2 separate regions of the Sus scrofa genome follow, and region 1 is linked to region 2. A link is a contact called in public Hi-C data. All regions are on one chromosome and are shown on one strand. Each heading gives the region's core, a stretch centred on a gene start, on an enhancer-like site or on the middle of the called end of the contact. The rest is flanking DNA. Distances are from core to core; before and after follow the strand shown. Region 1 holds the start of CYP8B1 (cytochrome P-450 8B1). Region 2 holds the start of HIGD1A (HIG1 domain family member 1A, mitochondrial).

What was found. Hi-C and Micro-C count contacts between places; a contact is called where the count stands out from the background.
Region 1: a contact with region 2 is called in a Hi-C map of skeletal muscle, with 2.0 times the contacts expected there. The contact joins the promoter of CYP8B1 here to the promoter of HIGD1A in region 2. A contact is called at or near these places in 13 of 47 Hi-C or Micro-C datasets (alveolar macrophages, brain, embryonic fibroblasts and 9 more) and 1 of 2 datasets of contacts at active chromatin or transcription factors (alveolar macrophages).

The regions. Positions count from the first base shown.
Region 1 is chr13:26,327,649-26,333,845 of Sscrofa11.1, reverse strand. It overlaps CYP8B1 (cytochrome P-450 8B1), which reads left to right and starts at 2,108. Exons shown (of 1, transcript NM_214426.1): 1 at 2,108-3,613. The coding sequence starts at 2,108. The coding sequence ends at 3,613. The region is part of intron 1 of ZNF662 (zinc finger protein 662); the gene reads right to left. It also overlaps a transcript of ACKR2 not described here.
Region 2 is chr13:26,281,945-26,288,256 of Sscrofa11.1, reverse strand. It overlaps HIGD1A (HIG1 domain family member 1A, mitochondrial), which reads left to right and starts at 1,923. Exons shown (of 4, transcript XM_003132140.6): 1 at 1,923-2,064.

The DNA of each region.
Region 1 (6,197 bases), core at 859-3,358, 45 kb before region 2:
GCCCACGCGTGGGAAGCAGCAGCAGTGGGAGGGAAGGAGAGAGCCCCTCCGAAAGGCTTCCCCCTGCCCACCCCCTTACTGTTGGCTCCGAAAATGAATTCACAGACACACAGCCCTCAGGGTGAAGCACCACGGATCGACAGACAGAGGGCGCCTCAGCCCTGGCGGCCGCCAGTGGCTCCTGCCTAAAAGCATCCTCGCAGAGGAGGAGCTGATGACAGAAATTCGGTATCTGCTCAAGAATAAGGAAGAACTGGGAGTTTGGGGTTAATAGATACAGACTCTTGCCTTCAGAATGGATTAGAAATGAGATCCTGCTGGGTAGCACTGGGAGCTATGTCCAGTCACTTATAATGGAGCATGATAATGTGAGAAAAAAGAATGTATACATGTATGTGTAACTGGGACACCATGCTGTACAGTAGAAAAAAATGAAAGGTTAAAAAAATAAAAAGAACGAGGAAGAAGGTGGTCTTCTCCCCACCCCCCACTTTTCCTTTGATTATAAAACTGCATCGCACTAAATTCTCAGGCACTTGCTTGCCTGCCCACTTGTATCTCTCACAAGGGTCCTACACTAATAAACTCTTTCCTGTCACTGCCTCTCCCTGAATTCTTTCTGCTCTGAGACAGAAGAATCTATGCTCTACCAGGCCCCAAAACATGTTCTGAGGTTTCACTAGGGCTGGGGAGAGCTGAGTACTTGCTGTGGTTGCTCTGAGCAATCAGAGGGAATGTTGTGGAGACAGAGTGTGGATGTTTTGGTTTCCTGCTGGGAGGAACTGTGCAAGGCAAAGGGGGCTCACTCAAGGTGGCATGCAGAAATCTTACGGTTGCCTGAGAAGACAAAGTCCCTGTTTGTGGGCTATTTAAGAAGTTAAAGAGTAACTTGTGGGCTATCAGAACTAGTTGCATTGAGTCTGAACCTTACCTATTGCAACAATGGGCCAGGCTGCTTGACTAAAGCCTTAGAGTCAAGGGCACAGCTTTCTCCTTCTTGGGCCTGCTGGCAGGGACCTGGCCTGACACCTCACAGAGGGCCCCCAGCAATCAGTCAACTCACCTCACCAAGCTGGGACAGCTGTCAGAAACAGTCCCCATTTGGAGTTCCTGCCATGGCTCAGTGGTTAACAAACCTGACTAGTATCCATGAGGATAAGGGTTCAATCCCCGGCCTTGCTCAGTGGGTTAAGGATCCAGCGTTGCCATTAGCTGTGGTATAGGTTGCAGACGAGGCTCAGATCCAGCATTGCTATGGCTGTGGCGTGGGCCGGCAGCTACAGATCTGACTTGATCCCTAGCCTGGGACCCTCCATGTGCCGTGAGTACAGCCCTAAAAAGACAGACAGACAGACAGACAGACAGCAGAAGGAAAAGGAAAGGAAAGGAAAAGGAAAGAAAAGAGAAGAGAAAAGAAAAAAGAAAAGAAAAGAAAAAGCCCTTACTATACTGTGAACCTAGATCCTCATTGTGAAATAAAGCCCTTGGTTTGAAATCCCTATCATCTCTGACATTTCATAATTCCTAGGTTCCCAGTCTGTATTCTTGATAGAGAATTGTGCAAGCCAATGGGTAAGAGGCTCTGAGACTGAAATCTGAGCCTGTGCTTGAAGAGTCCCTTGCCTGGAAGGTTCTGGGGGTCTTTTAAAAATGAGGGGGTGGTGAAACTTCAATAAGTGCTTAGTGCATTTTTGCTGAATGAGCAAGCTAATGAATATGGGAATTCCTGAGTCAGTAAAGGAGTTGATAGTCAATAACTCATGAGGATAAAGGTGATATCAAGGAAAGCTTGGTAGAGAAGATGCTGGAGATGGGTCTGAAGAGGTCAGAACAAAGCCTGAAGCTGGTGAGGAGGCTGTGACCATAGCTAGAGGCTTCTTTCTGGGCACCTTCCTGGTCCCACCTCCTCCTCCCACATGATCAGGTCCTAAAAAAATTCAAGGGCACATTCTGCTCCCAGGTACTGTCTCGCTAGGGTTATTTACTGTAACTTGCAGTCACAGGGCAAGGTCCAGGTGGACAGACCTTTCTGTCTCCAAGGCCTCCCAAAAGCTCTCTGGCACCCAGAGAACAGTGTGTGCAGAGCTCACCCTGGAAGAGGACAGCTATGGTGCTCTGGGGTCCAGTGCTGGGAGTCCTGCTGGTGGCCATTGTGGGATACCTGTGCCTGCAGGGGCTGCTCCGGCAACGAAGACCTGAGGAGCCCCCTCTGGATAAGGGTTCCGTGCCCTGGCTGGGTCATGCCATGACTTTCCGGAAGAATATGTTGGAATTCCTGAAGCACATGTGGGCCAGACACGGGGACATATTCACCGTGCAGCTAGGCGGCCAGTACTTCACCTTTGTCATGGACCCTCTTTCCTTTGGCCCCATCCTCAAGGATGCGAAGAGAAAACTAGACTTTGTGGAGTATGCAGAAAAACTGGTGCTGAAGGTATTTGGCTACCGCTCCATGCAGGGAGACCACCGGATGATACACTCAGCCAGCACCAAGCACCTCATGGGTGACGGCTTGGAGGAGCTCAACAAAGCCATGCTGGACAACCTGTCCTTGGTTATGCTGGGCCCCAAGGGCCCTAGTCCGGATGCCAGTTGCTGGCGTGAGGACGGCCTCTTTCACTTCTGCTATGACATCCTGTTCAAGGCCGGCTACCTGAGCTTGTTTGGCCGCACAGAGGACAAGGAGCAGGACCTGCTGCAGGCGGAGGAGTTATTCATGCAGTTCCGCAAGTTCGACCGCATGTTCCCCAGGTTTGTCTACTCCCTGCTGGGCCCACGAGAGTGGCTGGAAGTGGGCCGGCTCCAGTGTCTCTTCCACAAGATGCTCTCTGTGGAACACAGCTTGGAGAGGCACGGCATAAGCAGCTGGATCACCGATATGCTTCAGGTTCTGAGGGAGCAGGGAGTAGCCCCAGCCATGCAGGACAAGTTCAACTTCATGATGCTCTGGGCCTCCCAGGGTAACACAGGGCCTACCACTTTCTGGGCCCTCTTGTTCCTCCTGAAGCACCCAGAGGCCATGCGGGCCGTGAGGGAGGAGGCCACCCGGGTCCTGGGGGAAGCCAGGCTGGAGGACAAGCAGTCCTTCGATGTAGAGGTCAGTGCACTGAGTCACATGCCAGTGCTGGACAGCGTGATGGAGGAGACACTGCGGCTGGGGGCCGCGCCCACCCTCCTCAGGGTGGTGAACAGTGATCAGATGCTAAAGATGGCCAGTGGGCAGGAATACCGGCTCCGTCATGGAGACATCCTGGCCCTCTTCCCTTATCTCTCGGTGCACATGGACCCTGACATCCACCCCGAGCCCACCACCTTCAAGTACGATCGCTTCCTCACGCCCAGCGGCAGCCGGAAAGTAAACTTCTACAAGGCAGGCAAGAAGATCCACCACTACACTATGCCATGGGGCTCGGGCATCTCCATCTGCCCTGGGAGGTTCTTTGCCCTCACCGAGATGAAGCTCTTTGTGCTGCTCATGGTCACACACTTTGACCTGGAGCTGGTGGACCCGGACATGCCTGTGCCACCCGTGGACCCCCAGCGCTGGGGCTTTGGCACCATGCAGCCCAGCTACGAGGTGTGCTTCCGCTACCGCCTGCGGCCCACAGAGTGAGTTCTGTCCAGGCGGCCGCAGGCTGGCCCAGTGCTCCCTTGGGGTCTCCACCTCTGCTGCCCCTCTGAAACCTCAGGCCCCACTGACCGCCCCTTCCTCTGTCCTGCGTGCCCTCCCTGCTCTTTGGCCTCCTTCCAATCACCTCCCAGGCTTATCCTCTCTTTTTTTTTTTAATTTTATTTTTATTTTTTTTATTTTTTTGGCTTTTTAGGGCTGCACCCAGGGCATGCGGAGGTTCCCAGGCTAGGGGTCAAATCAGAGCTAAAGCTGCTGGCAACGCAGGATCCTTAACCCACTGAGTGAGGCCAGGGATTGAACCCACAGCCTCAAGTTTCCTAGTCAGATTCGTTTCCGCTGTGCCACAACAGGAACTCCCCTCCCTTCTTTCTAAAACACTGTCTCTCACAGCGGATTCCACAGAACTCATTTCTCACAGCAAGACCAGGGAAGGGGAAATTATCTGTGGGCAACTCAGTTTGGGAGGCAAGACATGCCTTGACAAGTCCTGCAGCAAAGACACTGGGTAAGTGAGTCAGGCGGCATCTTGCAAAGGTTGGTCTCCACCCCCGCAGCACTTTGTTTCTTTTCCTCAATACTTATTCCTCATCCTGCAAAAGTCAGTCCAGAACAGTGTCATCAGAGAGCAGTACCAGGCAAGCCATATGTGTAATTTTTAATTTCCTACTTGACACATTTTTTTTAAAAAGTCAAAAGAAACAGGTGAAATTCATTTTTATGCTGTAGTTTGAGTTATCTAAAATATTAGCATTTCAACATGAGTCAATGTACAAACATGAATGAAATACTTTTACAATTCTTTTTCCCCTCCAAAGCTGGTATGTACTTTTTACCCTTGATACTGAGCATATCTTAATTCAGACTAGCCCTATCCTGAGTGTTCAACAGCCACATGGGGCTAGTGGCTTCTGTATGGGATAGAGCAGCTCTAGAGAAAGGCTGCCTTTATTCAAGGTCCCTCCTCCATGCCCCCCTCCCCTTTGCACCCCAATCTTGGGCTGATCTTCACTTGCTTTCCACAACCATTGCTGAGCTCAGAGCTCTCAGCTACCCACACTCCCAGTCTCCCCACAGGGGTCTCACAGCACCACTGACTCAGTTCGGCCCATGCAGAACTCAGCATCTGTGCCCCCACCTCTGCCCAGAACCAGCCCCTTCCCCGATTTCCCTGCCCCTCACTGCACCACCACCCACCCCATCCTCCAGGGCAGACAGGGAGGGGGGACCCTCAGCTCCTCCCTGTCCCCCACATACACTCAGGCCCCAGTTGAGTCAGCCCGACCCCCTGTGGGGACCTGGAACTTTGTCACCTCTTCCCCACCCTGACTGCTTTTTTTACAGCTCAGGACTCAACATTTCTCTCCACCTGGGGTCTGCTGCCAGACACTTTTTTCCAAAAGCACCTCTGAGTGTCCCCCTTTTCATTTTTTGGCTCCCCATCACCTCCACACACCTGACGTTTAATTTTGCCACAGCTGGTCCCCGAATTTTCAATCCAGGGCAATTCAACTTTGGCGACTTTCTCCAATGGAAGCATCCGTGAAGTACAGTGCTTGCCTTCACCATGAACCCTTGTGCCGGCTACTCCCGGAAGCCTTCTTGACCCTTGCCCATCCCATCCTCTGGCCAGAAATGGCCTCCATCCCCTGGAGTTCCCCTACCACTGTGGGCATCACAGCACATCTGTTATGTCATCGCTTTCTGTGTTCTGGTTTCTACTTCCTGCCCTCTGCTCTAGACTGGGGCCCACAGGGAGTGGTATCTTATTCCTCTATCTCCGACCCCAATTCCCTAAATGCAGAGTAAATTACAGAAACCTGACTTCTTCCAGTCTTGGCTAATTTACTTCATTCAAATAATTTCCTTGCCCTCCCATCCTCACTCAGCTTTCCAGCCTGTGAAATGGGAAAGTCCCTGGTGCCAGGCATGCTTTCCAGGGCTGGGAGAGGGTGAAGGGTGCTGCTGCCAGGACTGTAGCTGGCTGACAGCAAGGCCTGGCTGGCGCTGGAACAGGAGGGGAAGTGACCGAGGGAGTTGGTATAGGGTCGGAGAGGGAGGCCCAGGCAGTGTGAACCTCCTGCAGGGACCACCCAGGAGGGCTTCTCTCTGCCACCCCAACCCTACATCTCCGACTGGCCTCTTCCTTTGTCTTGAGGTTGCCTGTTTTGCCCCCAGTTTTCTAGGATAACAAGGCTGTTAGAGTGGGCAGGGGCCAGGCTGGGGGCAGTAGTCTGTTCTCACAACTATGTGACTCTGGACTGGGGCCTGCCTTTCTCCAGGTCTAGATGCTCCCAAATGGTGACATCTGCCTGAAGCCTGATAGAGCTCTGATTGGCCAGGAGAAGCCAGGGCCAGGGCCACAAGGAGAAGAGTCATAGAGGGAGCACAGGGGAGGAAGGGGGAGCATAGGGGGCTGGGAGACATCACTGGAATGCTTGCCAACAATCTCTCTCGCAGAGCCAGGCCCTGTGCCAGAGCAAGTGTGGGAACAAGGGTAAAGACACAGGGCTCTCCCATACCGCCTTGGCCTGGACCTAGCTGCTGCATCCCTTCATTCCCCTAACTC
Region 2 (6,312 bases), core at 674-3,173:
TCTCTGCTGTTAGTCTTTGTATTTCCAGAATCAAAGGACTTGGTGACTTCTGCTTTACTTTCATAGTCAAATTTGTTATGCTCTTTTAAGAATAAATACGCTTTTTATTAAAAGTACTTACCAAAAGAAAAAAAATTGAAAAGTGATATGGTTTTAACATTTTTGCGAATCTCCTTAATGCTGAAAAGATGACTGGATTCTTACATTTGCTCTGTATTGTCTGTTATGCTCTATCAGGCTCTTTTAATTACCCTGAGTGTCCCCAATCATCCCATTTATCTTTTAAGCTCTCCAGCTACTGCTACTGCAGCTGCCCAGCGGCCCTGCATCGCAGCGTATCGGCTCTGGCAACAGCCCTGTGGCTTTAGTGTACCAGCTCCAGCAGCTCTGTGGCTGCAGTGTATCAGCTCTTTTACCCGGCGAGAAACCAAGCAAGCACTTGGAGAGCTGGAGAACTCAGGTTTATTACGCTGGCGGACTCAGAGGAGATCGCTCTCCGGAGTCTGAGTTTCATAAGGCTTTTATGGGCTACCTCTTCCGGGTCCATGCTTATCTAGTGGGACCGGAGTGACGTCAGGCAAGGTAGTAGATGCAGAAACAAGTTTACAGAAGCAGATGTGTGGGGAAGGGTGGTTAGGGGCAGACGGCTAGACTTTGCTTAGTCATCATGGCCGGAGTCTCTCCTTTCTGCATTTTTATCAGGACATTTTCTCCTACACTACTGGGTTAAGTCCTTTCTTCATTTAACAACACTAAGGTCCTGGAGTTCCCCTCGTGGCACAGTGGAAAGGAATCTGACTAGGAACCATGAGGTTGCAGGTTCCATCTCTGGCCTCACTCAGTGGTTAAGGATCTGGCCTCATTGTGAACTGTGGTGTAGATCGAAGACGCTGCCTGGATCTGATGTTGCCGTGGCTGTGTCTCAGGTCAGCAGCTGTAGCTCTGACTGGACCCCTAGCCCGGGAACCTCCATATACCACAAGTGTGATGCTAAAAAGCCAAAAAAACAAAAACAATACTAAGGCCCTAAGTGATCTGTGTTCAAGTAGATAACAGCATGAACTAGACAAAATAAGTGCCCTCAAGGAGCCAAAAGCACACCACACAACCAAGGTATGGAATTTCTAAATTATCATACACGGTATGAAAGCTTCCTACATGTGCCTTAACTCAATTATGAGACAAAAGATTTTCAAAATTCTGCACACATGACACCGAGCTCCTACCTGTAGGACAGAGCACTTGGCAGTCCACCTGGTTTGGTTCAGAGATTCTAATTTGGTCACAGATATAGTCCCCATGGTACATACAGTGCTTGAAACTTTGCACCAAATCGTCAGTTACTAATTACTCTACGATCAAATTAGGGGCACTGCCCCAGAAGTTTATTCTTACAAAGGGCCTCTGACACTTCCTTCCTTAGGTTAAGCCACCCCGGTCTGGGTGAGGTCACAGCTCCAGCGATCCTGTGCATGCAATTAATGGCCACCTCCCACTAGAGTGTAAGCGCCATGACCCGAGCTCCACAACGCACGTTCCCGGAGAATGACTGCCAGGCTTGGGAGTAGACCTAGCTACCCCAGCACCAAGGGCAGATATGGGCTCCCATCTCACTCGCAGCGTCGGGTGGACCCGGGTTGAACCCCCTCATAACCAGCCCCACCCAGCAGGCGCTCGGGATACAGCGTTCGAGGTGCTAGCCCCCACCGCGGCCCGAGGGGAAAAGGGCAAGGGTAATCTCAAGTACTGCCCCGCCGGAGGCCATGAGCCCTTGACCTTCCTCGGCCTAACCCCCGGCCACCGAACTCTAACCTCTGACGCGCTCCCCAAGTGAGAGCTCTGGCCGCGAAACCATGGCCCATACGCTTCGTCTCAGCCAATCCAAGCCCGGCTCCGGGCGGCCGCACCCACCACGCACAAGCACGCACCCACTCGCCCCGCCTCTGCGTGCCGGGTGCCGATTTCTGATTGGCTGAGGCCGGCCGTGGGCGGGATGGTGAGAAGCCGGCCAGACAGGCGTAGGACCAAAAGCAGTTTGGCGTTTGTGAGGTCTTGTTGTAGTCGGTAAGTGAAGTTTGCGGGGTTATTGGAAGCGGGAAACGTCAGGCCGTAGGACGGGAAGAAGTGAGGCCGCACTGGGCTGAGCTAAGAGCACCTTGAGTATCGTGGGACTGGGAATAGGGGGTGATTCCCGGGATGAAGGGTGCAATGTCTAGTTGGCTGGGCTCAGGCCCGACCTCGCGGTTCAGTGAGGGCTTGGGGTCCAAAGACAAGGCCTGACGCTCTGTCGGATGAGGGCACACGGAGGATGGAGCAAAGTCTGAGAAGCTCACGGATGGGGCTGGGGAGGAAGTGGGCTGGGGCCGACTGTGGGGAGCGGGTAGCCCTGAGAGCGGGGGTGAGGAGGGATTGAGAGGAAGAGCGCTCCCGCATGGAGTCCTGACAAGGTCACAGGAAGGGATGGGAAGGAGGTTTGAAGGGTTGAGGGGAGGGCGAAAAGCACAAGACCTTCCCGTTTTCGACTTTCTCTTCTCCCTCATCTCTCGTGTTCCCTCCTACCCTGGCGACCCTCTCCTGCTGCAAGAAAGTAAGGCCCAGGGCTTATATTGAGAGCATCTGTGGCGGGATTTACATTTCTTCCTGAAAGTAAGCCTGCCAAATTAGAGATTACAAAATTTAGCACAGGATTACAACTGGGAACAGCCAAAATTATTCGGCGGTTTATTCACCTGTCTTTTTTTATGTTACCGATGCTAGAAGCAGCTGTTTCCTCTTCGGTTGAATTTCTGCGGAAGGTATGCTTCCGGAAGTGCTCAGGCACTCTCAGCAGCTTTGGATGAAAAGTTTTGACGGACTGAAGTGGTACTAGGCCCCAGCATGACAATTGTGTTTGAGTTCTGTGTACCAGGGGTTCTCTTATTTCCCTGTGCATGAGAATAACTTGAAGGGGCCCTCTTAAAATAGATTACTTGTACTCTGCCCCCAGACCATCTGAATCAGAATCTCCAGGGTGGGGCCTTTGCAGCCATTTTAAATAAGCTGACAGGTGACTAATGCAAAATCAGAATTTGAAACCACCGTTGTACTAATTCTTGTGACCAAAATGACAGGTTGTGAAGATCTTTTAAGCTGTTAAATCAGATCTCCTGATGCCGGGCAGCTCACCTTCCTAAAGGTGTCTGTTTTAGGTTCCCATGCATTTAGAAATAAGTAATGCATTTAGTTATAAGTAATACTTAATAAGTAATAAGTTTACAGACTAATTCGTGTTTTCCATGCTGGCTTTGAGTATCTAGTTATTGGTGCCTCTTTTTGTACCTGTTCAGCTAGCTTTCTGACAGAGATCTGGGTCAGCTGCTGTGGGTGAATGAGAAAACAATAATAAAGGGAAATCTAGAAGTGGTGCTAGTGAAAAAAAATCTTGAAATCACAATTGAAATTGTTACCTGAGTTAAGTCACAGGGAAGAAAGTTCCATCCAATTTTAGGCATGACTGACATATTTACAAGTCAAAGAAAAGTGGGGGCTTCTATAAAGGAATGGATTTTAATGTTTTAAGATTAAATATATACCAGCTGGAGTTCCTGTCATGGCTCAGTGGTTAACGAATCCGACTAAGAACCATGAGGTTGCGGGTTCGATCCCTGGCCTTGCTCAGTGGGTTAAGGATCCGGCACTGCCGTGAGCTGTGGTGTAGGTTGCAGACGTGGCTCTGATCCCGCGTTGCTGTGGCATAGGCAACGGCTACAGCTCCGAATGGACCCCTAGCCTGGGAACCTCCATATGCCGTGGGAGCGGCCCAAGAAATGGCAAAAAGACAAAAAATAAATAAATAAGTAAATAAATAAATAAATATATATATGCCAGTATTTTAAGGCTGAGGATTTGTTGATACGTTGTCAATAAAAGAACCCTGGACTGCATATCAGGAGAGCTGGGTTCTAATCCTACTTTTCGAGAGATGTATTACTGTTGAGCAGTTCACATAACCCTTTCTTCACCTGTAAAATAAGGCCGTTGGCATGGATTAATCACCTGGATTATTACTCTAAAGTTCTATGATTTGTAGTTATTGACCCTGATACGTTAAAAGTTAACCATTCTGGAGTTCCCATCATGGCGCAGCAGAAACCATGAGGTTGCAGGTTCAATCCCTGTCCTCACTCAGTGGGTTAAGGATCTGGCGTTGCTGTGGCTATGGTATAGGCCAGCAGCCATAGCTGCAATTCAACCCCCAGTGGGGAACCTCCATATTCTGCAGGTGTGGCCTTAAAAAGCAAAAAAAAAAAAAAAGTTAACCATTCTCGATTTAGGTGAATGTAAATCATGAAACTTGAGAAACTAGTAGGTGGTAGTTAGGAAGAGAATTGTCAAAATCCTATATTTGGGAAGTATATAGATAAATACTGTTAGAATTTTTAAGATCATATTAAATATAATTTGAAGTATAGAATAACAAATGTATGGTGTGTTGGTTGGGTGTTTTTTTTTTTTTTTTTTTTTTTTTTTTTTGCCTTTTTTTTAGGGCCACACTTGTGGCATATGGAGGTTCCCAGGCTAGGGGTTGTATCGGAGCTACAGCTACTGACCTACACCACAGCCACAGCAGCATCAACAGCACATCCGGGCAGCATCTTTGACCTACACCATAGCTCATGGCAACACCAGATCCTTAGCCCATTGAGCAAGGCCAGGGATCAAACCTGCAACCTCACAGTTCCTAGTCGGATTTGTTTCTGCTGTGCCACAACGGGAACTCCATGTGTTGAATTTTTAATATTCCTTTTTAGTAATTTCATCCTGAAATGTATATACAAGGTGTTCTGAATCATAGATTATCATTAATTATTTAAAGCGTAAATGACCACATGGTTCACCCTGATTCTTACTCCAGGGACCACTTTCCAAAAGCCACATCAAAAGTCCTACTCAAACGAACTTCAGAGTCTATCATAGGTGAGGAATGGAGATCCACAGATTTTCTTTTGTTCTTTTATATACATACAGTAGATGGCTATCCTCCTCCCTTCTGAAAGGGGGATGGGGAAGAGACTTTTCTTCATTAACCTGTCGGACAATTATAGTGATCCAGATGTGAGAAATTAAAGAAAAGCTACCAACTTTAAAGACAGTTCCTAAATGACATTGTAGTTTAGGAATAATTAAAGCAAAGGAAGAAAATATGCCTTTATATCTGCAAAAAAGGTGTTAGTTTTTAAAATTGGATTGTGATATATAATGCTTTGGTTTCTGGCTGCAAGGGTCCAATATCTACTCAGGTTATTGTTTTTTTTTTTTTTTTTTTTGGTCTTTTTGCCTTTTCTAGGGCCGCTCCCGTGGCACTTGGAGGTTCCCAGGCTGGGGGTCTAATCAGAGCAGTAGCCACCAGCCTACGCCAGAGCCACAGCAATGCGGGATCCAGCCACGTCTGCAACCTACACCACAGCTCACGGCAACACCGGATCCTTAACCCACTGAGCAAGGCCAGGAATCAAACCCTAAACCTCATGGTTCCTAGTCAGATTCCTTAACCACTGAGCCACGACAGTAACTCCAATGCCAGATTTTTAACCCACTGAGTGAGGCCAGGATCGAACCCACATCCTTATGGATACTAGTTGGGATCATTACTGCTGAGCCACAATGGGAACTCCAGCTTGGCATTTTTCTTACTAATTAAACTACAAATCTGTATAATTGTTACTGTTTTCACCAAATATTCCAAAATAAATTACCTGAGAATAATTTTAACTGTTGAAAAGTACTACTTTTAAAATTATTCAACAAACATTTTCTGGTATACTTAGTGCAAGCAAAGCACTGTGCTAAGCAATGGAGCTAGATCAGGGATTCTAGCAAGAGAAACAGTTAAACGTATTCATAAAAATGTTTTATAGAGAAAGTATGGACTCCCATGGGACTATGTAACCAAGAGTTTTTGAGAGCTTTGCCTTTAAGAAATTTATGAATAGTTATGAAAGAAATTAACAAATATCTTGGCTTAAAATAAATACAAATTTTAATCTCTACATCTTCTTCATTTATGCAGTTTCTTGGGGGCCAATCTCATGTCTCTATGAAACTTCCCAAACCTACTTTAGCTAAAAGATATCACACTCTAACTCAGTTGTCATTGTCTGTTATGTTATTGGCAAGTGACCTCACTCTGCTGTGTGTCGCTCCTTTTAATCTAGTTTATGAATTGTTATTTCAGTGTTTATATTTTATCTCTTCAAATACATAGTGATCTTCCTAAATCTTGAACTTGTTGAACCTTGTATATAATAAAAGCTCAGAACATAGAGCTTTATT